Linked DNA regions of Mus musculus: region 2 is linked to region 1. Evidence: chromatin contacts called from public HiCAR-type data. All regions are on one chromosome and are shown on one strand. The core of a region is the stretch at or near the end of the contact, and the rest is flanking DNA. Distances in the headings are between cores, read along the strand shown. Region 1 holds the start of 4931428F04Rik (RIKEN cDNA 4931428F04 gene). Region 2 overlaps Cmtm4 (CKLF-like MARVEL transmembrane domain containing 4).

What was found. HiCAR-type assays count read pairs that join an accessible place to other places.
Region 2: a HiCAR-type map of astrocytes shows a contact between it and region 1, with 2.4 times the contacts expected there. The contact joins the enhancer-like site here to the promoter of 4931428F04Rik in region 1. A contact is called at or near these places in 6 of 39 promoter capture datasets (the 3T3-L1 cell line, 3T3-L1-derived adipocytes, embryonic stem cells and 3 more) and 5 of 115 datasets of contacts at active chromatin or transcription factors (astrocytes, bone marrow-derived macrophages, embryonic stem cells and 2 more).

The regions. Positions count from the first base shown.
Region 1 is chr8:105,286,942-105,292,647 of GRCm38.p6, forward strand. It overlaps 4931428F04Rik (RIKEN cDNA 4931428F04 gene), which reads right to left and starts at 2,587. Exons shown (of 8, transcript NM_028888.2): 1 at 2,463-2,587; 2 at 1,828-2,224. Exoc3l (exocyst complex component 3-like) reads right to left here. Exons shown (of 14, transcript NM_177788.5): 9 at 5,394-5,504; 10 at 3,982-4,111; 11 at 3,741-3,863; 12 at 3,508-3,663; 13 at 3,291-3,415; 14 at 2,982-3,209. The coding sequence ends at 3,020.
Region 2 is chr8:104,366,883-104,372,588 of GRCm38.p6, forward strand. All of the region lies in intron 1 of Cmtm4 (CKLF-like MARVEL transmembrane domain containing 4), which reads right to left. Among named protein-coding and RNA genes, the nearest start is that of Cmtm4, 26 kb to the right of the region's middle. Within about 2 kb of position 3,364, at least 68 of the 459 cell types and tissues checked have an H3K27ac peak or open chromatin away from gene starts, as enhancers often do. A contact at or near this core is called in astrocytes, bone marrow-derived macrophages and forebrain, where this site is marked.

The DNA of each region.
Region 1 (5,706 bases), core at 1,337-3,836:
CTAGCCCGGGGACATTACTCCCATCTTCCTTTCTGAACACATTAGGGCATGCTTGTCTGCCCACATCACTGGCTGTTTCTTCTTGGTCTTCCTTGTAATATCAACCTCTTAACACTGTAATAACCCAAGGCTTGTATATGGCAACTTCTCTATTCCATTTACACTCACACCCCCTAGCGGCCCCTGGATTCCATCTAATTTTGTGGTTTCTTGTTCTGTTCTGTTCTGTTGTTGTTGCCGCTGTTGTTTTTTAAAACAACTATTTATTTTATGTATATAAGTACATTGTAGCTATCTTCAGACACACCAGAAGAGAGCATTGGAGCCCATCACAGACCGTTGTGAGCCACCATGTGGTTGCTGGGAATTGAACTCGGGACCTCTGGAAGAGCAGTCAGTGCTCTTAACCACTGAGCCATCTCTCCAGTCCTTCTTGTTTTGTTTTACCCAGGGCCTTGTACACATTAAGCAAACCCTCAACCACTGACCTCCATACCCAACTTCACTATCATGGTTTTAAATAAATCAGTTTGGACTCCTCCCTTAAGACCAGGATCAACACTCTTCACACCTATCTAACTTTGCTTTAGACAGAGCATCCCTATGTAGCCCATGTGGCCTTCAACTCACCATCTTCCTACTTCAACCTCTCTAGTCTTGGGTCAGGATTAAGCCAACATACCCAATCTTCAAGGTATCTTTACTATTTAACAGGTACTTTAAACGGAACATACCCATTGTATAAAAATGTGCGCACACACACACCCCAGAATAGCATGGGTCACTTGTCACTTTCTTAAAAATCTTCATAAATATCATATTAGAAGAGATGCCCTAGACATACACACACACACACACACACACACACACACACACACACACACACACACGAGAGAGAGAGAGAGAGAGAGAGAGAGAGAGAAAGTTGGTCTGGGAGGAGTTTGGGTGTGTGGATAAAAACATGATCAAACTACATGGAAGTGTTTTAATAAAAAAAAAATTAAAAACAGAAGAAAAGCTTGTCAGATGTAGTGGCACATGTCTGTAATCCCAGCACTTGAGGCTGAAACAAGAGAATTGTGAATTCCAGGCCAACCTGGGCTATGCAGCAATACCTGTCTTTAAAAGCTTTAAACAGAGAGGAAAAAAAAAAGGGAAAGAAGAATAAAAGAAAGTCAGCACTAGCAAATCTCTACAAAAGAGCAAACCTCCTCTCTCTCCTGGAACTAAGCTTTTTCTGTAGTTGTTGCTGTCTCTGAAGTCTACTGCAGCTAGCTCACTGTCTGCATGGCAGATCTGAAGGCTTTATCTGGGTTTTCCTTTCTATAATGTGCAACTGTGCTTCCAGAACCCAGAACAGTCCCTGATCCAGCACTGTAATCCACTGTGATCCATGGATGAACCTGAGTCCTTGTAAGAACTAAATCATGGAGCTGGAGAGACTTGCTGCTCTCCCTGAGAACCCAAATCCAGTTCCTAGTGTCCACGCAGGCTAACTCCAGCTGCAGGAGACCCAAGGCCCTCTTCTGGCCTCCACGGGCACATGCATATACCCATACCCAGAAATAATAAAAATAGACCTCTAAAGCAAAAATACTATAATCATTCCTTTCGCAAACTTAGATACCCTGTTTAGACTCCCCCCACCCCCACCCCGGCATCCTCCTCCTTCTCGGAGTCTTCCTCCACCTTACCTAGTGATCGGCTGCTTAAAAAATGACTTCTAGTCTCAGATCTCATTCACCCTCAAACTGTATACTTTTCTGGATGTCTACTGACCACTATATGGGCCAGTTCTTCCATTTTCCCTTCGTTCATTCCACCTACCTCCACGTAATTACCAGAATTCACCTGTTTCTTTCACGTCTCAGGTTCTTCTGCCAAGAATTCTTTTGCCAATGTGTCCCTGGAGCAACCTCTTAACCATTTTTTTCAGGGCCCGGTTTAGGCCTCACTTTCTCTGGGAAGCCTTCCCGATGTGTAAAGGGTCCCAGGGTCTTGATGGCTTCTTGACAGCCCTAGGCTGTCATGGCTGGAGGCTAGATCCATATTTCCCCACCGTGCCCTGAACTCCCCGAGGTCAGGAAGGGTCTGATTCACCCTCTCGTCCCACGCACTCACTAGTTGCAGAATGAATGAATTCAGGGTGAGGCTGGAGTCCCTGACTGCTGAAGGCGGGGTCTGGTGACAAATGAGAGGGTGTGGCCCACACCAATAAGAACCCCTGGAAAGAGATAACGTGGGAAAACAACCAATAGGAACCAAGAGCTCTGGGAGGGCGTGCCCTGAAGACAAATAAAGGGCGTGAGACAGGGTGAAGGGCGTGCCCAATGGAGGGCGGAGCTAGGAGACAATGGACTTGGGGGAATTCCCTGGTAAATCAAGAAGGGTGAAGTCTTAGTCATATTTAGTCTCGGTTTTTGGAGTGGGGTAGGGGTTCGGTCCGCGTGCCGCGCCCCCACCTGATCACGCCTCTTTTGCTGCCCGCAGTTCCTGCTCCTCAAAGCCGATCGCTGGCCGCCGAGACCATGGAAGCCCGCGCCAAAGACACGCGCACTCGGGCGCGCGCACGCTCACACGAAGACGCAAGGGCCACGTCCGTCTCCGCCGTAGGGGGCGTGCTTAAGCTCGCTGTGGGCGGAGCCAAACGTGCGAAGAGGGGCGGGATTCGCTGCCACCCTGCGCCCCTGGACCGCGTCTGGTCCTAGACTTCCCCCTCTTCAAACTTCCGCGCTTCTAAAGCGACTGGCGAGGGCGATGAAACCATTTACTGCTTGCCGGTAGTAGATACATAGGAAGTGAGTACTCCACGGGAGCCCAGGGTTCGGGGCACGCAGTCCACAAAGAGAGCAGATGTCTGCATAGGTGAGATGCTGCCAGAATACTAGGATTCAGCCAGGATTATAGATGTACCACTGTGCACGGACCCCTAATTGCACTGTTGCTTTCACCGGCGCGCCCCCAACACATAGATTCAGACGTGTCGTAGACGTGGCTTTATTACGCAAACAGATGGGTGTCAGGAGCAGGGACCTGAAGGGAGGCAGGAGGACAGGGAGGGCGTAGGCGTCGGTACCAGGCTGAAGAGCGCCCGGCGGCCAGTGGACGGTGAGGGCGGTGGACCCGCCTGCAGCGAACTGAGTGCTGCCTGACGATGCTCTCGGGACACGTCTCCGCGCAGGTCCAAGAGGGCAGAGACGTGATCCTCGCTGCAGGAATACCACCACGTGCGTCAGCCCAGCCCTCCCTCGTCCTCCTGGGCCGTTCCTCCCCTGTCCCCTTCCTCGCACCTCACGTCGGGAAATTGCTGCCTCAAGCCTGCCACCTCGAGGCCAAGCAGTGTGGGGTCGTGGAGGTTGAGCAGTTCCCTCAGCGCGAGCAGGACGGGCGCGCAGTGAGCGCTCTCTTCCAGGCCCTGAACACATGGGAACAGGGTTTCCAGCGGGCCCTCGGCTCCCACCCAACTACAGAGATCCTCGACTGTCTGCCCTCCCAATGAGCTCTCACCAAACCAAGGAAAAGCTCTTTGAGCTGGGCAGCATCCTGCCGAAGTCGCTCAGCCGCCTGGCTCCGCTCGTCCGTACCGCGGCACACTAGGCGGCCCTGCATCAGAGCCCTTAGGTATTGTAACACCACGGTTCGTTCCGCCTCTGCCAGCAGCAGCTGCAGGACAGTAATCAGTTTGAATATAGGGTCCCACCAGCACAACCCCTTCCCCAGCTTTCCTCTCCTCGCCCTACCTGAACACCAGGCTTCCGTACGCGCCAGAAGTCCTGGCAGAAGTGCGACGTCTGCTCACACACACCATCTAGCAACTCAGAACTCAATAGCCACCGGCGCGAGGGCAGAGCGGAGAACAGGGGCTAGGGAAAGCATAGCACAGACAGGGCTAGGGAAATGATCCGGATCCCGTAGAGGCCACCATAAATAGACCGTGTTTCTCCCTCACACTACCAATCTAGACTGGGATGGCGACCTCACCTGGAGCTCAACCTGCAGTACTTCCAAAACCAGGCGGCAGATCCTCCTTTGTACGTCGTCCAGCGCAGCTTCCACTGGAGCTAAGACCCCGGAAGCTTCCCCGTCCGGCAGCAGGACCGAGACCGAAGATCTGGACCAAAAAGTGTGACTTCAGGACCAAGGCCAAGGCTCGCATGGCCCTCTAGGATTCATCCACTCTGGCGCCACCTTGTGGTACAGTGTCTGGTGGGAGCTGGGGCGGAAAGGGCGGCTCTGAATTTATGAAGGGCTCAGGTATTCTGTAAGGCTAGGAAGAGTATGCCCAGCGGACTTGCCTCTAATGTAACCTCAAGTTAAGTTATTCTTCCTTTTATTTTGTTTTAGAGGGGAGCTCTTAAAAGAGTAAAAATTCCCCGCATGTATGTCTGTCCTCTCTGCACACCACCAAGAGCATAACACTCAAGATAAGCCAGGCCTGGTGGAGGCTGACGAAAGAACGACTGCTCTTCCGAAGGTCCTGAGTTCAAATCTCAGCAACCACATGGTGGCTCACAACTACCAGTAATGAGATCTGATGCCTTCTTCTGGCTTGTCTGAAGGCAGCTACAGTGTACTTATGTATAATCATAAATCTTTGGGCCTGAGCCAGGCGTGGTGGTGCACGTCTTTAATCCCAGCTTGGAGGAAGGCAGAGGCAGGCGGATTTCTGAGTTCGAGGCCAGCCTGGTCTACAGAGTGAGTTCCAGGACAGCCAAGGCTACCCAGAGAAACCCTGTCTGGAAAAAAGAAAAAAAAAAAATCTTTGGGCCTGAACAAGCGGAGTTGACTGGAGTGAGGGGGTGCTGACCAGGAAGCAGAGGTCCTAAAAATTCAATTCCCAACAACCACATGAAGGCTCACGACCATCTGGTTCAGCTACAGTGTACCATATACATAAATCTTTAAAAAAATATATTTGCAGCCGGGCTTTGAGGCCAGCCTGGTCTACAGATTGAGTTCCAGGACAGCCAGGGCTACACAGAGAAGCCTTGTCTCGAAAAAAAAAAGGGGGGGCTGGAGAGATGGCTCAGTGGTTAAGAGCACTGACTGCCCTTCCAGAGGTCCACATGGTGGCTCACAGCCATCTGTAATGGGATCTGATGCCCTCTTCTGGTGGGTTGAAGACAGGTACAGTGTATTCATATAAATAAATCTTTTAAAAAATTTATTTCCTGAATGTAGTAGATTTAACATCTTTATCTAATATGATTCTCTGACGATTTTATTATTATCCAAATAATACTAGTAAGAAAAGTGACAGGTACCTTGTAATACAACTGATAATTAGCAGAGCGAGGATTAGAACCCCATCTTTGTGAGCCCAAAGTGGTTCTGGTGTGGGTGGCATCCAGACTTTAAAGGAACTCAGAAGTGTGTTAGGAAAAGTGTGGTACCTCAGTGCTGATTGGTGGTTGAAGGCAGACAGTAGGTAGGGCACATAGTGAGGGGCCACGGCGTCTCCCCTGAGATGGTCTCGAGAGAATCGGATCAGAGCGTCGCTGAAGCTGCAGTAGGCAGAGGAGCCTCTTGGGTTTGCTGCTAATGTGGCACCCCCACAGCTGCACCCCCAGAACTCTTGTCCCACTTTCAAGTATTTGTTTAAGGGTAACACACACACACTAGTGTGTCCTGTCCAGTTTACTCAGAGCCCTTGGGCTGTCTGGGAGCAGGGCTGGAGATTGTGGATGGGCCCCCCTGCTTGGCAAA
Region 2 (5,706 bases), core at 2,114-4,613, 920 kb before region 1:
AGCCCATCAGTACAGTTTTCTCAAGAACACAGCATGAAAACTCCGTGGCCAGTGCCAAGTGAGTGTCTGACAAAGTACATGTGTGATGAGCATTTACCAAGGAGCTTGCTGTAGGAACACATTATTTTTTCTAAGAAAGAAAATCCATGGGTGTCTTCTTCTTACGGAGACCATCTCCTGAGGAAGGCGAGTCCTGTGACAGTGCCTCCACCACTCGGACAACAGCGTAGCAACGAGTTGGGTTTTGTTTGTTTTCTTGGTTTTTCTCTTTGTTTTTGTTTTTGTTTTTTTTTTTTGGGGGTGGGGAGGTTACTTCCTAAAACACAGGAGCTCACAGCAAGTGAAAATTATCTAGCCTGCAAATTGTCATTTCTTCAGGATAATTTTGGGTTCTCCATTTTTCTCCAGATAAATAAACATAGAATAAATAAATAAATCTAAAGAAAGAAACAATTAAGACCCCACCTCAAATAGAAACAACCAAGAGAAAGAAACAAAAGAGAAAGAAGAACAGAAAAAGTTGAAGAAAAGGAAAGGAAAAGAGAAAAGAAGCAGGAAGGCAGCAGGAACAGTTAAGCACCTGCTCTTTAAGAATGGAGATAGCCCCTGGGGCCTCTTCACTCCCCTACACACACACACACACACACACACACACACTCAGAAGCAATTAATCAGCAGCAATTAACAGCGCAAAAGAGACAAACGTCAGAAGCAAATGAGTTTCACACTGTTAATACAGGGATGAGGACAAAAGAGGGAAACTGCCAAGGGCTCAGTGTAACCAGGGATGAGGGCTCAGGGCAGCCAGGGACGTAAAGAAGGGTGCAGTGGCTGGCGACCTAGGAAGCTACTGCTTGCCACCAAAGCCCGCTCAACCAGTGTTCTGACAGGCTTTTCAAGGCAGGTTCCACTGTATAAATAATTTTAGTGTTGGTCTCCTAAAGCCATAGAAGTGGAGCTTTTAAAAATGCATTATTTTAAATGTAGCTATTTATATTTGCATCATGAGCAACCTGTGAGCTGCTTGTCAGTAAGGGCTAGCCACAGGGAATCACAGTCCCAGCAAACTACAACAAGCTTATTTTGGGATATCCAATTCCATAGGGAACACAGAGTGTTGTGCAAATATTCTCTTTCTTGTTTTTAAAAGGAAACCTGGAAGATCTTCTGTGGTCTGATGATATAGTTGCACACAATTTCAGAGAGCCACAGAGCGGTCAGCATCTTTCTTGCCAAGAAAATACCCACAGAGTTTTATAGCAAATGCCACTCTGCCCCAAAAGTTCCATTTCCAGATCGTTTAGATTAGTAATGGAGCAAAACAGCACACTTGCAGAGCACACAGGAAGCAAAATGCCTTCAAACCAGAGCCTGCCTAGGGTGTTCAGAGATGTTGCTAGCATGGGAGTCCTTCCCACCTCCTCCTCCTTGTGGTCCCAGCTTCGTGGGTGATGCTGAAAGTCCAGAAGGTCGTATCCATCCCCACACGATTCCAAAGCAAAGCCTCCCCTCTTCCTTTCCTCTTTAATCTCAGGTAACCAACGCCATCCCACTGGCTTTGGCATGCCCTTAATCAAGTGAAAACAGGACATTGACCAAAAGTCGACAGGCTGTGGCAGCATCCCACTTAAGATGGACGAAGGTAGAGTGAACTGTTCTAAGAGGTGTATGTGTGCTGAGGGAAGCTCAATTTACTATCTCCCACTGTTCTTGGGGCCTCAGCATCTCCACCTGATCCATGGAAGAAGGGACCCAGCCTAGGAAGCTAGCAGCACTGACTGAACATGGTGCCTCTATACTCAAAACTTTGTCCCCTTGCCTACCTAGTCACTACTGTATTTATAAATGGTGACACTGCAGCCTTACTTAGTAAAATCCAGCTTCTGTAGGGCCATCCACTGTACTGAGATGGCCTCTCAAACATCCTCCTCTTTAACCTTTATCAACCGTGCACAATTCAGGATCAGCTGAGTGGTTTTTAGCTGAGGTCTAATCCACAGTCCATAAAACTCCCAGTTGAGAGTGCAACCATTTGCTTCTTCCAAAGACAAGTTTGATGTTCTTGGATTTTTTGTTTTGATTTGTTTAGTACTGGGGTCTAAACTCAGGGCCTCCCACATGCTGGGCTTGCACGGTCATTGAGTTATACTTCCAAGATCATGACTTTTGTGTGGTGTGGTCTGTGTGTGGTGTGTGTGTTTGCACACATGCGCAGAGCCTCAGAGGGTGGCAGGTATACTCTATCGATTGCCTTATTCCCTTGAGACAGGGAATCTCACTAACCTGGCACTCATGTTTTATTCAGCTGAGCTGGTGACCAGCAAGTCCCAGTGAGGATTATAGAGGTTCTAATTTTTTTAAACATTTTTATTCATTTGTATGGGGGGTGGCAGTGCAGGGGGCAGGGGTGGCAGTGGGCAAGCCAAAGCAGTCAGGTCATCAGGATGGATGGCAACTGCCCACTACCCATCTTGTTGGGGATCAGTTTTTAAGTTCCATCTTATTAATAAAATAAAAATGAGGCAAAGATGTCTAGCAACCTGCCCTAGATCTTTCTGTCTCATTACTAGCAGAGCTGAAATCAAACTCAGTCAGGAGAACACTTTACAGTAAGTGTAAGCACCCAGACTGGCTACTTTAAATATCTTTTCTACTGAAGAGAACAAAGGTTTCTTAGTGAAACTGATCTGAAGCAGAAAGAAGGAAGGGGAGGGGAGAAGGGAAGGAGAGAGAGAGAAAAGGAGGGAAGAAAGGAGGGAGGGTGAGAGAGAGAGCTCGGCATCGTGTGTGAGGCATATCCAAACCTTCATTTCTAAGTACCATCTCTTCTACTGAAAGGAACCAGAGCTTCTGGAGCAGTGCAGGACCGCGGCAGGAGAGTCCAGACGCCCTGCGCTGTGCGCAGAGAAGGAAGGGAATGCGCTCTGTGCACACGGAGCTCACCGTGGCCAAATCTGAGGCAATCTGAGTTTCAACACACATAATGGGGGCTGAGAGTCCAGCTCGGGGGTGTAGACCCCAGAGTATCCAGGTTTATGAATAAAGCTCATGAGTTTATTATGGACACAAGAAAAGACACGGCAGCACACATCTGCAAGCCCAGCAAGTCAGAGACTAGCGCAGAGGAGCCAAGTCCCACGTCCTTCCTTAGAGTCAAAAATCAACTCACGTGGAAGAAGGGCAGATTAAAATCATCTTTTGGCAACCATCATAAAAAGTACTTGATTTGAGTAAGAATGATCTGGTGTCTTCCAAAGTAACGCATGAGAGCTTAAAGACTTCCACGGTCTAACAGTGCCCTCCCTAAGAACATTAAGGACACAGCAAAGTGTAGCTTGGCAACAGAAACTCCTGGCACCCATCTCTCTCAGTAGGCTGGGATCACTAAAAGGAATGCGTCATCATTTCTGTGGGCTTCCTGACAGTACCACAAAGTGACCAGAATCCAAACAGCAGAAAACGTCAACAAACCCAAATTGAGGGCCATTCTACAAAATAACTGGCCTGTGTCCTTCCAAAATGTCAACGGCATGAAACACAAGAGCTGACAAACTATTCCAGAAGCGAGGAGATTAAAGAGACAGATGCTTAAATTCGACATCCAAGTCAAGACTTCCTTATAAGAGGGAGCTTTGAGACAATCGGGGAAACAGGAAGGAATGAGGTCGACAGAGTCTCTAACTTCTCAGTGTCTGCTTCCAGATTTGGGAAATGATACCATGATTGTGTTAGAAAATATTCTTGTCTTTAGGTCACTAAAGTATGGTGTGGTTTTGTTTGTTTGTTTGTTTGTTTGAAGACAGGATCTCACCATATAGCCCTGGCTGGTGGCCAACTCAGAAATCCGCCTGCCTCTGCTTCCTGGTCCCATAGCCCTTGCTCTATGGCTCAGAGTTCTAGTCCTTGGTCACTGGGAATCCTTCCAAATTCCTGATAGAGCATGAACTACACTCTAGAACAAGATTTCTGAAACAGCCCTACTGACATTGTGGATTGGGCATTCTTAGTTTTGAGCGGCATCCTGACTGTGATGCCGTGTGAATCGGTCTCCCTGGTCCCTCTGCAGCAGGTGTCAGTGGGCATCTAGTTCCTGGTATAACAACCAAACATATCAATAGACAATACCAAAACCTCCTCTTGCTAGGCATGGTGGTGAAGCCTTTAATCCTAGCACCTGGGAGGTAGAGACAGGCAATCTCTTTCCATCCATGGCTTGCCTGATCTACATAGCAAAATTCCAGGACAACCACGGCTACATAGTTTAAAAAAAAAAAAAAGCCAGGTGGTGGTGGTGCATGCCTGTAGTCCCAGCACTTGGGAGGCAGACACAGTCAGATCTCTGTGAGTTCAAGGCCAGCCTGGTTTACAGAGTGAGTTCCAGAAAAGCCAGAGTTACATAAGAAACTCTGACTCAAATCAAAGTGAAACAAACCAAAACTCTCAAGGCCACGTGAAACCACTGATGGGCCATGGTCGTCAATGGCTGTTAGAGGCCCCATGTAAATGCTTGGGGGACTTAAAATACGTATGCATCAGTCATCTGACAGAGACAGCCATCACTGCCTGTCCCCATGGCCGCAGGGGGCACGGTGTGTGGGCACAGCTTTCTGAGCCCTAGCATTTACCAGGTCAGAGAAGATGAAGAATGAATGGTAAATCATGCAGAGGGGACGACGATGACGACATGTGGGACAGACAGATGGACGGCCTCATTTCTTCAGTGGTGGGGGTGGGGGTGTAATGGCTCAGTGGGTGCGGTGATCGCTGTGCCAGTGTGAGGCCTGAGTTTGAAGCCACAGAATCCATATGCAGTAGGAGATCTGTAATTAAAGTGTTCCTGAGACAAGATGGGAGGTGGAGAATCCCCAGAAACTCAGCAACAGCACAGAAGCAAGAATCGGCCCAGGTCGTCTTCTAACTCCACACATGCTGCCCCTCCCCCACAGTGCCAAAGAAGATGGGAGTGCTACAGACCGAGACTCACAAAATGGGGGCTGTAGAGATGACTGAGTGGTTAAAAACACTGACTGCTCTTACGCAGCACTCAAGTTCAATCCCCAGTACCCATAGCAGGTGGCTCAAAACCACCCCTAGAACTCCAGATCCAAGGGACTGGGGCCTCGACCTCCATGGGCAGGCACCTGCATTCACATATACATATATGCACAAAGTACACATCATTTTTAAAAGTTTTTGTTTGTTGGGTGTTTTGCTTTTTGAGGCAGGGTCTCACTCTAGATAGCCTTGGCTGGAACTCACTATGTAGATCAGGTTGGCCTTGAACTCAGAGGTCTGTCTGTCTGCCTACCTCTGCCTCACAAATGCTAGCATTAAAAGCCTGTGCTGGGCTGGTGAGATGGCTCAGCGGGTAAGAGCACTGACTGCTCTTCCAAAGGCCCTGAGTTCAAAATCCCAGCAACCACATGGTGGCTCACAACCATCTGCAATGATATCTGATGCTCCGATGCCCTCTTCTGGTGTGTCTGAAGACAGCTACAGTGTACCTACATATAACAATAAATAAATCTTTAAAAAAAAAAAAAAAAAAAAAAAAAAGCCTGTGCTGGGGGCTGGAGAGATGGCTCAGCGGTTAAGAGCAATGACTGCTCTTCTGGAGGTCCTGAGTTCAAATCCCAGCAATGACATGGTGGCTCACAACCATCCATAATGAGATCTGATGCCCTCCTCTGGTGAGTCTAAAGACAG